2 separate regions of the Hordeum vulgare genome follow, and region 2 is linked to region 1. The links are chromatin contacts, called in public Hi-C maps. All regions are on one chromosome and are shown on one strand. Each heading gives the region's core, a stretch centred on a gene start, on an enhancer-like site or on the middle of the called end of the contact. The rest is flanking DNA. Distances are from core to core; before and after follow the strand shown.

Evidence for each region. Hi-C and Micro-C count contacts between places; a contact is called where the count stands out from the background.
Region 2: a Hi-C map of an unstated tissue shows a contact between it and region 1, with 3 times the contacts expected there. The contact joins the promoter of LOC123426085 here to the enhancer-like site in region 1. A contact is called at or near these places in 4 of 6 Hi-C or Micro-C datasets (leaf, seedling and an unstated tissue).

The regions. Positions count from the first base shown.
Region 1 is chr2H:279,795,449-279,801,499 of MorexV3_pseudomolecules_assembly, reverse strand. The region is part of intron 4 of LOC123426085 (E3 ubiquitin protein ligase RIN2-like); the gene reads left to right. Among protein-coding and RNA genes, the nearest start is that of LOC123426086, 29 kb to the left of the region's middle. Within about 2 kb of position 3,154, at least 1 of the 3 cell types and tissues checked has open chromatin away from gene starts, as enhancers often do. A contact at or near this core is called in seedling, where this site is marked.
Region 2 is chr2H:279,830,317-279,836,397 of MorexV3_pseudomolecules_assembly, reverse strand. LOC123426085 (E3 ubiquitin protein ligase RIN2-like) reads left to right here and starts at 2,580. Exons shown (of 12, transcript XM_045109861.1): 1 at 2,580-2,974; 2 at 4,241-4,318. The coding sequence starts at 2,762.

The DNA of each region.
Region 1 (6,051 bases), core at 1,905-4,404:
AGCCGCGGCAGCACGACGGAGGAAGTGGACGCTACACAGTACCGACGCCTTGTGGGGAGCCTTCGCTACCTCGCCCACACACGGCCGGACTTGGCATTCTCCGTGGGCTATGTTAGTCGGTTCATGGAGCGACCGACGTCGGAGCACCAGCAGGCAGTGAAGAGGATCGTCCGCTACGTGGCAGGGACACTCGACCACGGCCTCCACTACCCTAGGTGTCCGGGGGCGGCACACTTCGTCGGGTACAGCGACAACGACCACGCCGGCGACATCGACACCAGCAAGAGCACGAGCGGGATCCTCTTCTTCCTCGGCAAGTGTCTCGTGAGCTGGCAATCGGTCAAGCAGCAGGTGGTGGCCCTGTCCAGCTGTGAGGCCGAGTACATAGCGGCCTCCACCGCCTGCACTCAGGCGCTCTGGCTCGCTCGACTGCTTGGTGATCTCCTCGTCCGAGACACCAGAACGGTGCAGCTCCTAGTGGACAGCAAGTCCACCCTGGCCCTGGCAAAGAACCCCGTTTTCCACGAACGGAGCAAGCACATCCGACTGAGGTATCACTTCATCCGCAGCTGTTTGGAAGAAGGGAGCATCGAGGCGAGCTACATCAACACCACGGACCAGCTCGCAGACCTGCTCACCAAGCCTCTTGGGAGGATCAAGTTCCTCGAACTCTGCTCCAGGATTGGGATGATTCGACTCTCCCACAAGACGAGGTACAAGACTTAGGAGGAGAATGATGGATAAGTCTATGTACTATGGTCTTTGTGGGGCTGCAGCACATAGTCCTTTGTGGGGCTGCAGCACATGGTCCTTGTGGCTGTTAGGATAGAATCCTTGACCATCAAGGACTGTCAGTTAGGATAGCATCTTAGACTAGCATCTTAGCAGCATCTTAGACTAGCATCTTAGCAGCATCTTAGACTAGCATCTTAGCATATGCTTGGCTTGCTAGCAGCCTATAAATATGTATCCCCAACCCTTGAGGTTGGCATGGCATTGTGTGAGAAATAAACCAACGAAAATTGTCCCAACTCTCCTAGTGTCATCCACAACTATCAATGCTCAGGCTGAAAGGTCTAACAGAATGTCCCCCAACAGCAGAAGAATGGAGAGCTTGTACGAGCCTTGTTTCTAGTGCTAAATCATTGCCAATGAAAATCCCCCCTTTATCTCAAAACACCAGCATGTTGAGAATAAGCATTAGTATCAGTAGCAGGGGAATTGAGGAGTTGCTCTAAAAGATCTTGCTCATCCTTGTGATAAGCAGTGACTTCTGTTATCCACTTAGCTACTGATACATTCTGGACAGTGCATCAGCTACAATGTTTTTTCTTTTCCTTTTTTGTACTCCATAGTGAAGTCAAATTCCAGAAGTTTGAACATGAGCTTGTGCTGTATACCTTACGTGATCCTTTGCTCTGTGATATACTTTAGGCTTTGTTGACCTGTCCTGATTACCAGTGTATTGCTCCACAAGTAGTTTCTGTATCTCTTTAGAGCTTCTATAATTCCAAGAACTTTTTCATAAGCTGACATGGCATCATTTCTGAAGCAGCACAAGGTTGTGGAGGAACAACCCCACCTTGCTGCTACAATGTGTACAACACAAGTGTTGAAGAAACTACTCAACGTGCTGCGCTAGATATCACTCTAGAGGCGAGTGGAGGCCAATATGGCAGCAGGAGTTCAATCCAAAACTACTAGAGCACAAGATCTAGTCCAAGATCTTAGATAGGAACAAAAAGTTCTATTTAGATAGTGGGTACGTAGTCCGGTTACAAACTAGAGGCGAGGACCTCTATTTATAGGGCTTCGAGGAAGCCTTCAAATACTTCTACTTATGGCTAGAACATTCCAGAAAACATCACTTAACATTCATCATTCTACTCATAGCTACTCATAACTAGAAGACTCTAGAAAACAGTAGGTAGTGTAAAGAAAAGAAAACAAATACTACACTAGAGTGGAAGTATCTAGAAGTGGCCAAACAAATCTGACATATTATTATTATTTTCATCTATTGTTCCTCATCATTGTCCCCTGGTTGTTTGGAACTCGCCCTCGAGTTATCTTCATAGAGTGCTTCTTCTGGATGGTAGTGAGTCAAGTCCGCAACATTGAAAGTGTTGGATATATCCGCAATATTGGAAGTGTCGGATATACCCATGTCGCTTGGAAGGTCTATCACTGTGGGGACCCCGATTTGTAAGTCATGATAACCGAATGCACGTGTATAGTGATCCCAGAGATCAATGCTCACTGAACACACAGAAGCTGAATGACAAGAGTCTTACATCCATACATACCGTCTGATACAATTAAGGACCATTAAGGCCAAGTCTTACATAGGTAGGATCTTGAAGGCCGACACACCAAACACAACTAACAACGGATATCTTGATTGGAAGCATGAACCCATGCCATCTGCCTGAACCTATTGGCATTCTGACTGGGAAGCGTCCTAGTTCGCATGTTCGTCACCGACGAACTCTTCTCCAAGTTTTTGCTCTTCCATGCCTGGCTAATTAAATAAGTAGTGGCAAGCCAATGAGTACTTTGAATATACTCGCAAGCAACCCATGATATGGAAAAAGGCAATAATGAAGCATGATATAACACTAGTATGCTATTTTGAGGAAAGCAGAGTTTTCCCTAGTGCAATAACATGATCAACTTCTCGTACGGCATGCATCATAAGGCAAGTGGTAACCACGCAACCGGTTTATAGATTTCAATATCAACTGAGGGCTGCACAACCCATGTTCACCCATCATGCCAAGAAATGAAAGCCGAAGCGGTCTTGTACCCAGGGATTACCGGAATCCTGATGCGGCGGATCCCGAGCTCGATCTCGAGCTTGGGGGCTCCTGGCGATGAGTGGGTGGCTCAGGGGTGCGATTAGGAGTACCAGGAGGTCGAAGGGAGGGAGAGGGAGGCTCGGGGTGTCGTTATATAGAGGGGGGACGGTTCACCGAAAGCTCGTGTGCCGGCGAGACCGTGGCGATGGCCAGGGGGGGAGAGGGGACTTGGGGACGCAGTCTGGGGTTGGAAAGGGAACGAGGAGGAGCGGGAGCTGGCTCCTGGCGTGCCATGGTGGTGGGCGCCATCTGACCGAATCAGCCGGCCGGGGGCAAGAGTTGTAGGGGGGAGGAGAAGGGAGAAAGGAGGGGCACGACATGACGCAGGGCCTTTGCCGTCAAGGGGGCCTCGGGGGACAGCCGGAGGGGTCCAAAGCTGGTCGGGGGTGGCCTCCCACAGTGTGCATCCGCACTGTAGCGCGTCCAGAGCGCAGTTTTGGCATGACATGACATGCTGCTGCTGGCGCGCTCTGGCGCGTCCCACCTTGTCCTCTAGTGTCTGGGGGATGTGGAGATGCCCCTTGGATGCTTTGGAGCAGAGGAGGGAGGCTGTGGTCAAAGGAAGAGGGGAAGAAAGTCTCTGCGAGGGTGAATCAGGGGCTTAATTGTGGTCTCCTAACATTGAACCAGAGCTGGATCTCCCTGCTGTAGGTGAAGAGAGTGGCTTAATTGTGGTCTCCTAACATTGAACCAGAGCTGGATCTCCCTGCTGCAGGTGAAGAGTAACTCTGTGGGCTTGTGGTAAAAATTTGGAGTGAAGGAGAATAGTGTCAGAGGTGAAAGTAGCAGTTTTACCAAATCACTAAGGTGTTTGATGCTGGTTTGAGCAAGATAAACCTCACCACTTGCAGTGAGATTTAACAGGATTAAATGATGGGCAAAATCAGTAGGATTCACCAAGTTTGAGCTCATTTGAACAAAGTTGACAATGTAGACATGAAAAACCCTAGAAATGGACATAATCAGATTTCTATGGACCAAGGTGATCAAATCAACTCCCACAAATATACAACTTGGTGCTTGTGTGACTGATTGAGTTTTTGAATCACTATAGTTGTTCTTCTCTCTAAAACCTACCTCCTTGACCCCAACCCCTTGCCCAATGATCATGCCATGTGAATGAAACCAGAAAACCATTTTTCTAAATTATTATTTTTATAAAATACATTTAATCATTTCAAATTCTTCAAAACTCCTGATTGGGATTTGTACTGCAAGTCCCCAATTTAGGGGGGATGTTTTACACCAAAGACTTTATTTGAACCCTATTATTCAAAAGACTTCCCAAAACCATAACGTAACTATTTTTAAAGTTATTTTCCTATTTTATATAAATACCTTTTTTTTAGGCTAGAAATGGTATTTCATAGGGAAAAATTATTTTCTTGCTTCAAAAATATTTGAAATTTTTTAGGGAAACACATTGGACATATATTTTTCATACATAAGAGTTTTAACACATGGTCATGTTCAAAATATTGGACAAAACCCTTAAAACCCTTTCTGCCTATTTCAGTCTTTTGAAATATTTTCATAGGAACTATTCTCAATAAATTTCAGGAAAATTCTAGCAAGTCATACATGATAAAGGCGGTGATCCTGCAAAGTTTCATCTCAATTCAAGTTGATTTGATCCACCTATTATTCCCAAAGCTCTTTCTGTTCAGTACAAAATTTGAGCAACTTTACATTGCCAAGTTTATCCAATTGATCCCAAACTTTACAAGAGTGATCCAGCCCCCAAATAAGGATGCTACTCTTGTAAAATTTGGGATCAATTGGATAAACTTGGCAATGTAAAGTTGCTCAAATTTTGTTCTGGATAGAAAGAGTTTTGGGATTAATAGGTGGATCAAATCAACTTGAATTGAGATGAAACTTTGCAGGATCGCCACCTATGACTTACTAGAATTTTCCTGAAATTTATTGAGAATAGTTCCTATGGAAATATTTCAAAAGCCTGAAATAGGCAGAAAGGGTTTTGAGGGGTTTTGTCCAATATTTTGAACATGACCATGTGTTGAAACTCTTATGTATGGAAAATATATGTACATTGTGTTTCCCTAAATTTTCTCAAATATTTTTGAAGCAAGAAAATAATTTTTCCATATGAAATAACATTTCTAGCCTCAAAAAATGTATTTATATAAAATAGGAAAATAACTTTAAAAATAGTTACGTTGTGGTTTTGGTAAGTCTTTTGAATAATGGGGTTCAAATAAAGTCTTTGGTGAATCAGGGGTTTTGGAGAATTTGAAATGATTAAATGCCTTTTATAAAAATAATAATTTAGAAAAATGGTTTTCTAGGTTCATTCACATGGCATGATCATTGGGCAAGGGCTTGGGGTCAAGGAGGTAGGTTTTAGAGAGAAGAACAACTATAGTGATTCAAAAACTCAATCAGTCACACAAGCAAGTTGCAACAAAATCAATCATCACAAACATGCAAAAAGTTTTAATTGGTCCCAATTTTTATAAAAACAACACGTGGCAAAATTGGTACAAACACAGGGTGTGATAACCTATCCCCCTTACAAGAATCTCGTCCCCGAGATTCCTAGGCTAGGCGCTAAAAAGAGAAGGAAACTCGGATCTGAGGTAGTCTTCACGCTCCCATGTTGCTTCTGCTTTAGTGTGGTTGCTCCACTGTGTTAGGAAAGCAACTTATCTTTATTGAAGGCCCAAGGGGCATATATATATTACAGAAGATCTGAGGTGCAAGGAAAGTAAACATAGACTAATAGGACTCCTACACCAATACTAATACTTCCTAACACCCCCCTCAAATGCAAAGCGTATGCAACAACATTGCATTTGAAGAAGTGTAATACTAGAAAAAATGGTAATCCAAATCCGTGTCTTGAGAGTGGTCGTAGCATGAAGAGTCTTCAAAACCTGTCGAGTCGCCAAAGGGTATAACGAAGAGATGGCACATCAGAGGAAGATGGGTTGAAGATACAACATAAGTATCAAGAGAAGATGGGTTGTCAAAGAAAGATGACACATCAAGAGAATGAAGCATTGCTTAAAGAATCATTGCCCATGAAAACCGACGGCGAAAGAAGCTCGACGGCAAGAGAATAGGCTTAGATCAACAATGCAAAGAGAATAAAGCATTGTGCAGAAAATCATAGTCCATGACAACCGACGACGAAAGAAGCTCGGCGGTTAAGGCGCGATGGGCGTAGATC
Region 2 (6,081 bases), core at 1,331-3,830, 35 kb before region 1:
AAATCGTTTACCGACCTCGAAAAAAGTTGTCAAGCACAATGTGCCATCGGTTGGGTCATGTGCGGTGCCTGGACTCCCGAAATATGCCAACCATGCAATGTTCAGTTGTCATCTCCTGAAATTTACTTGGAGTGTCGTGAGAGCCGCGACGGGAGTTGATTGGAACCCAACTTCTGGTGCCGACCTTCTCTCTAGTTTGGGTACTTTTAAAGGTCGGGCTAGCCATGTCATGTGGACTTGCGTTGGGGCGTTTCTTTGGGCTCTGTGGCACATTCGTAACAAGCTAGCGATTGAGGGTGTGTTTTCTGCTCACCCAACTGACATTACTCTTAAATGTCTTATCTTCCTGCAACACTGGAGTTCATTGGCAAGGCGTCAGGACTCTAAGGGCCTCGAGTTGCCAATTCAGAGACTTCACAACATCAACGACACTCTTAGAGCTTCTGGGACGGCTACCTAGAGGAGGTGGTCAGCCTTTTTGGTGTTTATTATTTTAGCCTTGTGCTTCTTGCTTGATACTTGCTGATGTAATAGTCTAGTTATTGATGATCTCTATTTTGTTCGATCGGTTTATGTCAGGACTTGTATACCCTGCCTGTTGTGGCTTTATTAATTTAAAACCGGATGCCTCCGGCATCTTCGTCGTTTACAAAAAACATTACACTTCAAATGGGATAAAACACATACATTTTCTATCAAATAAAGTGCAAATTAATCTAATCCAATCTAATCTACTAATAAAGTAAGGAAAACGCTCAACATTAGTTGGCGGATTTTCTCTCGCGCGTCCGCCATCTCCCACGAGCGACGCGTGTCCCGATGGGCCTGGACCGCTTGACATGCTGCCTTATCTTCTCATCCGGTTGCTTCCATCCACAATTTTTCGCTATACCTTCTTCCTTTCTTCCCCAATCATCAATCCTCCTTCATACACTGCATGCTCGGAGATATTAGCTGCCATAGAGACACCCACGAGTAGCTCCAACCCTTGTCGAGCAGCCACGACCACGGAGGTAGCATGCGAGCATGCATGCCCACGCAAAGTCTTTGATGGACATCACAACAACAAGCACTATGGAGGTAGCATGCGAGCTCATCGGCCGACGAGACCGACGACGGGGATTGGTGGCACTCGAGCCGGGAGCTCAGAGGTGGATGGCCTTGTGGTTCGCGGCAACGACGTGAACGACCGTGTTGTTGGCAACGACGTCAACGTTTCTGTAACTTCATTTTTACTGATTTTTTCTACAATCTCATCTATGTCGCAAAAGTTTTTTCCGCAACAACACTTATGTTAATGAAAAGTGAAGTACAAAGATCATACAGACATTTCCGCAACATGATCTCTGTTGCAAAAAACTATAATATGACCTTTTGTGGCAAAAAACTATAAAGATGTTTCCGCAACATGATTTTTGTTGCCGAAAATATTCTATAACAAACTCTTATGTAAAAAAACTTTACAGATATTTCCGCAACACGATCTTTGTTGCAGAAATATTCTATAACAAACTCTATTGCAAAAGAAAATCTACATATGTTTCCGCAACATGACCTTTGCTGCAGAAAATATTCTATCACAAATTCTGTTGCAAAAAAAATTCTACATGTGTTTTTTTAACATAATCTTTCTTGCAAAAAATTATGCAACATAATCTATGTTGTAAAAGTTAGGATAATCGTCTGCTAGCGATCGGCCGACGGACGCATAACATCGCTCATAAAGTAATAATATTACTTCCAACGACATTAGGCTGGCCATAGTGGGGGTATCATAGCTAGCAACATAGTCTTGTGACTAGCAAACATGATGATGTGACAAGTAATTAAATAAGAGAGAGAGAGAGTTAGAGCATGGTTAATAGTATAGCCAACTGCTGGCTATAAGCCATCTTATAGCCCATCTTATAGCTAGGTTGTACAATAGTTAGCTATAAAAGAATACTACTTTTATCATATATGGCCCATCTTTCGTTCTCACAAAGCACCTAGGAGCACGTGCTAGAGCTGGCTCTTCACGAAGAGCCCGCTTCCCTTCTCTCTCCTCTTCTCTCTCATCCAACTCAACAAAAATATAGTATTTTAATCCTTACAGCCTGCTGAATGTACCTTATTGTACTTGCTCTTATAGTAACATAGGTAGATACCGTATCATGTTAAATGCTATGCTACTATGTGTCATGCATGTCAATAAATGAGAACACTTATGAACACTAGTTTACAATAGTAAGGCTGCTCATAGTGGGGAGTAACATATAATAATATCATGCATATGTTACTATTATATGATACTACCTTCATAATGTATAGTATCATGACACATAGTAGCATATCATTTAACATGATACGGTATCTAACTATGTTACTATAACCGTCTCTCCCTTCTTTAATTACTTGCCACATTATCATGTTTGCTAGTTTCAAGACTATGTTACTAGCTATGACACCTTCACTATGGTCAGCCTAACATATGCATGATAATGCTATATTTACTCCCCATTATGAGCAGCCTCAACATTAATTCAAATATTATTTCTAATCAAATGAAGTACTAATAAAGTAATAATATTGTCCCTCCCCTTCTCATCGCCTTCCTCGCGTCGCTCTCGTCTGGTGGTCGTCTCCCCTCCTCTCCCCCGTCCCCGCGCGAATAAAGCCGGCGTCGGATTCTCCCCAGCCCCAAGCTCCGATTCCCCGCGCCGAACCAAGTAGGCTCTCGCCCAGGTTAGGATTTGGCTCAGCCGATGCGCCAGCGCGACGCATGGCCGTGAACTGCCTATACGTGGCCGCCGCATCCACGGCGGCCAGCGCCGCCGCGCTGCAGTGGTGGGCGGCGTCCTTCCTCGACGCTCCGCGGGACGGGGATGTCGGCGGCGGGGACTGGCTTAAGACCGTGCTGCGATCGCACGTGACCGTTGCGCTCTTAGCGAATCTGGCGGCACACGTGTTCCTCGTCCTCGTCCTAGCTCTTAAGGTGATTGGTTAATCGGCTCAGGGTAGGATTGTTTATCAATTCGGGGATAGTTTTCCGGGCTCGTTAATGCCGCCACGGATACTGGGTTCCATCGCTGCGGTGTACGCAATCGATCAAGCTCATTATGGTCGGTTGCGTTTCTGGTGGCTAATCGCGATAGCAACCTGCGCCATATTCCTGATGTTATGGTCATCGAGCTGCAATTTTGTTGGGGGTGCATTTTGTTAGAAAGGCTTGCCACTCGTCCTCATTTCATTTACCCCATGTATTTGATGTCGATAGTTGGGACTGGGAAATGTGTGATAAGTTTTTTCTCTAATCGAAGTGCTGGTCTTGCAAGAGCTGGGTTGATGCTGTGATATGCTTAGTTGAGGCTGTCCTCAAGATTCATTTGTTTGTGAGTTGTTTAGTCGTCATGTAAGCTGACGATACTAAATGCATTTTACTTTGTGCTATGCTGATAATACTAGTGGAATCGTTCTATTAAAATATACGGTCTTAGATGCCAAGCCCATATGTATTTTGCATTTGCTGACTTGCTGAGTTTTAGTTATTTACATCGCTAGGTTTCTTGGCTAAACGAACAGTAGTGGCGGGCTTATGACGCTGGAACCCAATGAAACTACCGAATAACCCAATCTTAATGGTATTCCTAATTATTTCTATGAAGTTATCCTTTTGGAATTTATGTTTGTCTGACTGAGTTGTAACTGAGTTTCTTCAAATTCACACTGTGCAATATGAGACATCTAAAACAGGGTTATAATCTTGAATCTTAATCATAAAGCTCAACCAAGGCATATTCTATGCTGGAAACTCTAGCTTACTACATAAACACCTTGGCTATTTTCCTTAAAGTTCAGTTTTAAAGGAGAAATCAAGATTAGATCTATTACGGAACAAAATAAAATGATGGTAGGTACTATGGCGATGGCCACCCAGTGTTCCAAAAAGCAGGAAAGATAAATGAACAGACCATGATCATTCTTTGAAAGTAGCAACTGTTGTTATCTGGCCATATCTACCTTCTCTTGGCGCCTTTCACAAATTAAGCTCAAAGCATATTAGATCTTACCATAGCATTCAGAATTGTCTATTACTCCCTCCAATCCATATTAATTGTCGCTGATTTAGTACAAAGGGAGTCGTAATCTCCAGTAATATAAAATATCCCTGGGTGCTGTAGCTTGGCTGTAAATTCAACACTCACCTTGTTCTTTCTCTGATACAGCAGTCTGAGACTTACATATGTTTTCTCCTATGCAGACATTAGTTTTTGTTCGGTTAACTCCTACAGAGACTAGAAAAGTGTTGGAACACATCATTAACTATGTAATCTACAAGGTAATACTCTCTCTCTCTCCCTCACCCACTCACTCTCTCTCTCTCTCTCTCTCTCTCTATCGTTATTATATGTCCTTCCATTGAACTATTCATGTGTTTTTACTGCTCCCAAATATTGCTGACAAATTTGGCCTACTTAAACCTCTAGTACTCTGAACAAATCTATGGTTGATAAGATGAATCTTCAATCTAATGCTCCAGTGAGCTTCAAGCATCTGGATAATGAGCTTAATTTTTCTGATATGAAATTAAATGCAATATCACACTTGGTTATGACTCGCAGCTGACATAAAATTCTCTTGTGCCCTCATGCATTTCCAATAATAATACACATGCATCGTAGGAAAGCCTTGCCCTTTCAGTTTGTTTGAAGTGATTTACTTAAAAATACTCTTTATCGCTAATTATGCATGTTTTAAGCTTTTGTTGAACTCATTGTGCCTTTAAAAGTGGCAATTATAGTTAGGTTAGAATTTTAAATTACTAATGGCTAGGAAAATGCTACAGAACATGACTAGTTCACATGTTGTGTTAGTACTGTTTAGTGTTCGCATTGCAACTATACGTCACACAATACCTGTTATTTGCATCGTCATCCCTTAAATTGCACCCCATGTAGATTGCCATTTGTGTCACTTTACAACAGTTTTTGCAAGATTAAACACCTCACATCAGGTCTAGACCAATAATATTGCACTGTCCAGCTCTCATTACTCGTCGTTGTCTGAGGAGCAACTTGTGGATGAATACATATTAGAAGGGAGTTGGACTACAAGTAAGGAAATTTAGACTAATACAAATGCGTAAGGAGGCCTAGCCAAATCTTAATAGTACTAATACTTCGTACCCCCCCTCTCAAATGCAAAGCATATGCAACAACATTGAATTTGAAGAAGTATAAGACAAAGAAATAATGAAAATCCAAATCCTTGTCTTGGTACTGTCATTATAGCATGGAGTCTTCAAAAACCTGTTGAGTCAAGCAAAAATGTGATAGAACAAGAATGCCAAAGATCATAACATAGGAAATCAGCGGATAAAGAAACTCGGCAGCAAGAGAATTAACGTAAATCAATGGCAATGCAAAAGGAGACTACATAAATCTTATAAAAAAACCACTAGGACCAGAAAGGCCACAAAAATTGTTTAAAAAGGACCAGGACCAGAAAGGCTTTGTCGGGGAACTGCCAGACAAGGAAGGCTCGAGCGAGCGGTTCCCACGGGGGCCTCAATCTAGACATCGGCCGAGCGAGACGACATGCAGTTGGTTGGCAAGAGCTGGCAGCCCAAAGCTGGGCGCATTTGAGATGTGGCCGCGAGATGGATCTTAGCTATGAGATTGAAAGCACGACCAAATGAATCAATCAGGAAGTAATACCAGATCGATCTATCAAGGATGTATGACGGGAAAAATATATCAGAATTATTGATAAAATTGGAGACTGATATTCGATAAGATGGAGACCGAGAGGGAGAGAACTCGATCAGGAGAGATAAGGACCAGTTGCGGTGTCCAGAAAAAACCCTAAACCTGGGCTCATGATACCATGCAGAGCAACTTATCTGTGTTGCATAGCCGACGGATGAATATATATTACAATGAACTTGGAGTACAGGTAAGGAAATCTAGACTAATACTAACACGTAAGGAGACCTAGACCAATACTTATACTCCTTAGAGCAAGTACAATAAGGTACAGTCAGCAGGCTGTAAGGATTAAAATACTATATTTTTGCTGAGTTGGATGAGAAAGAAGAGGAGA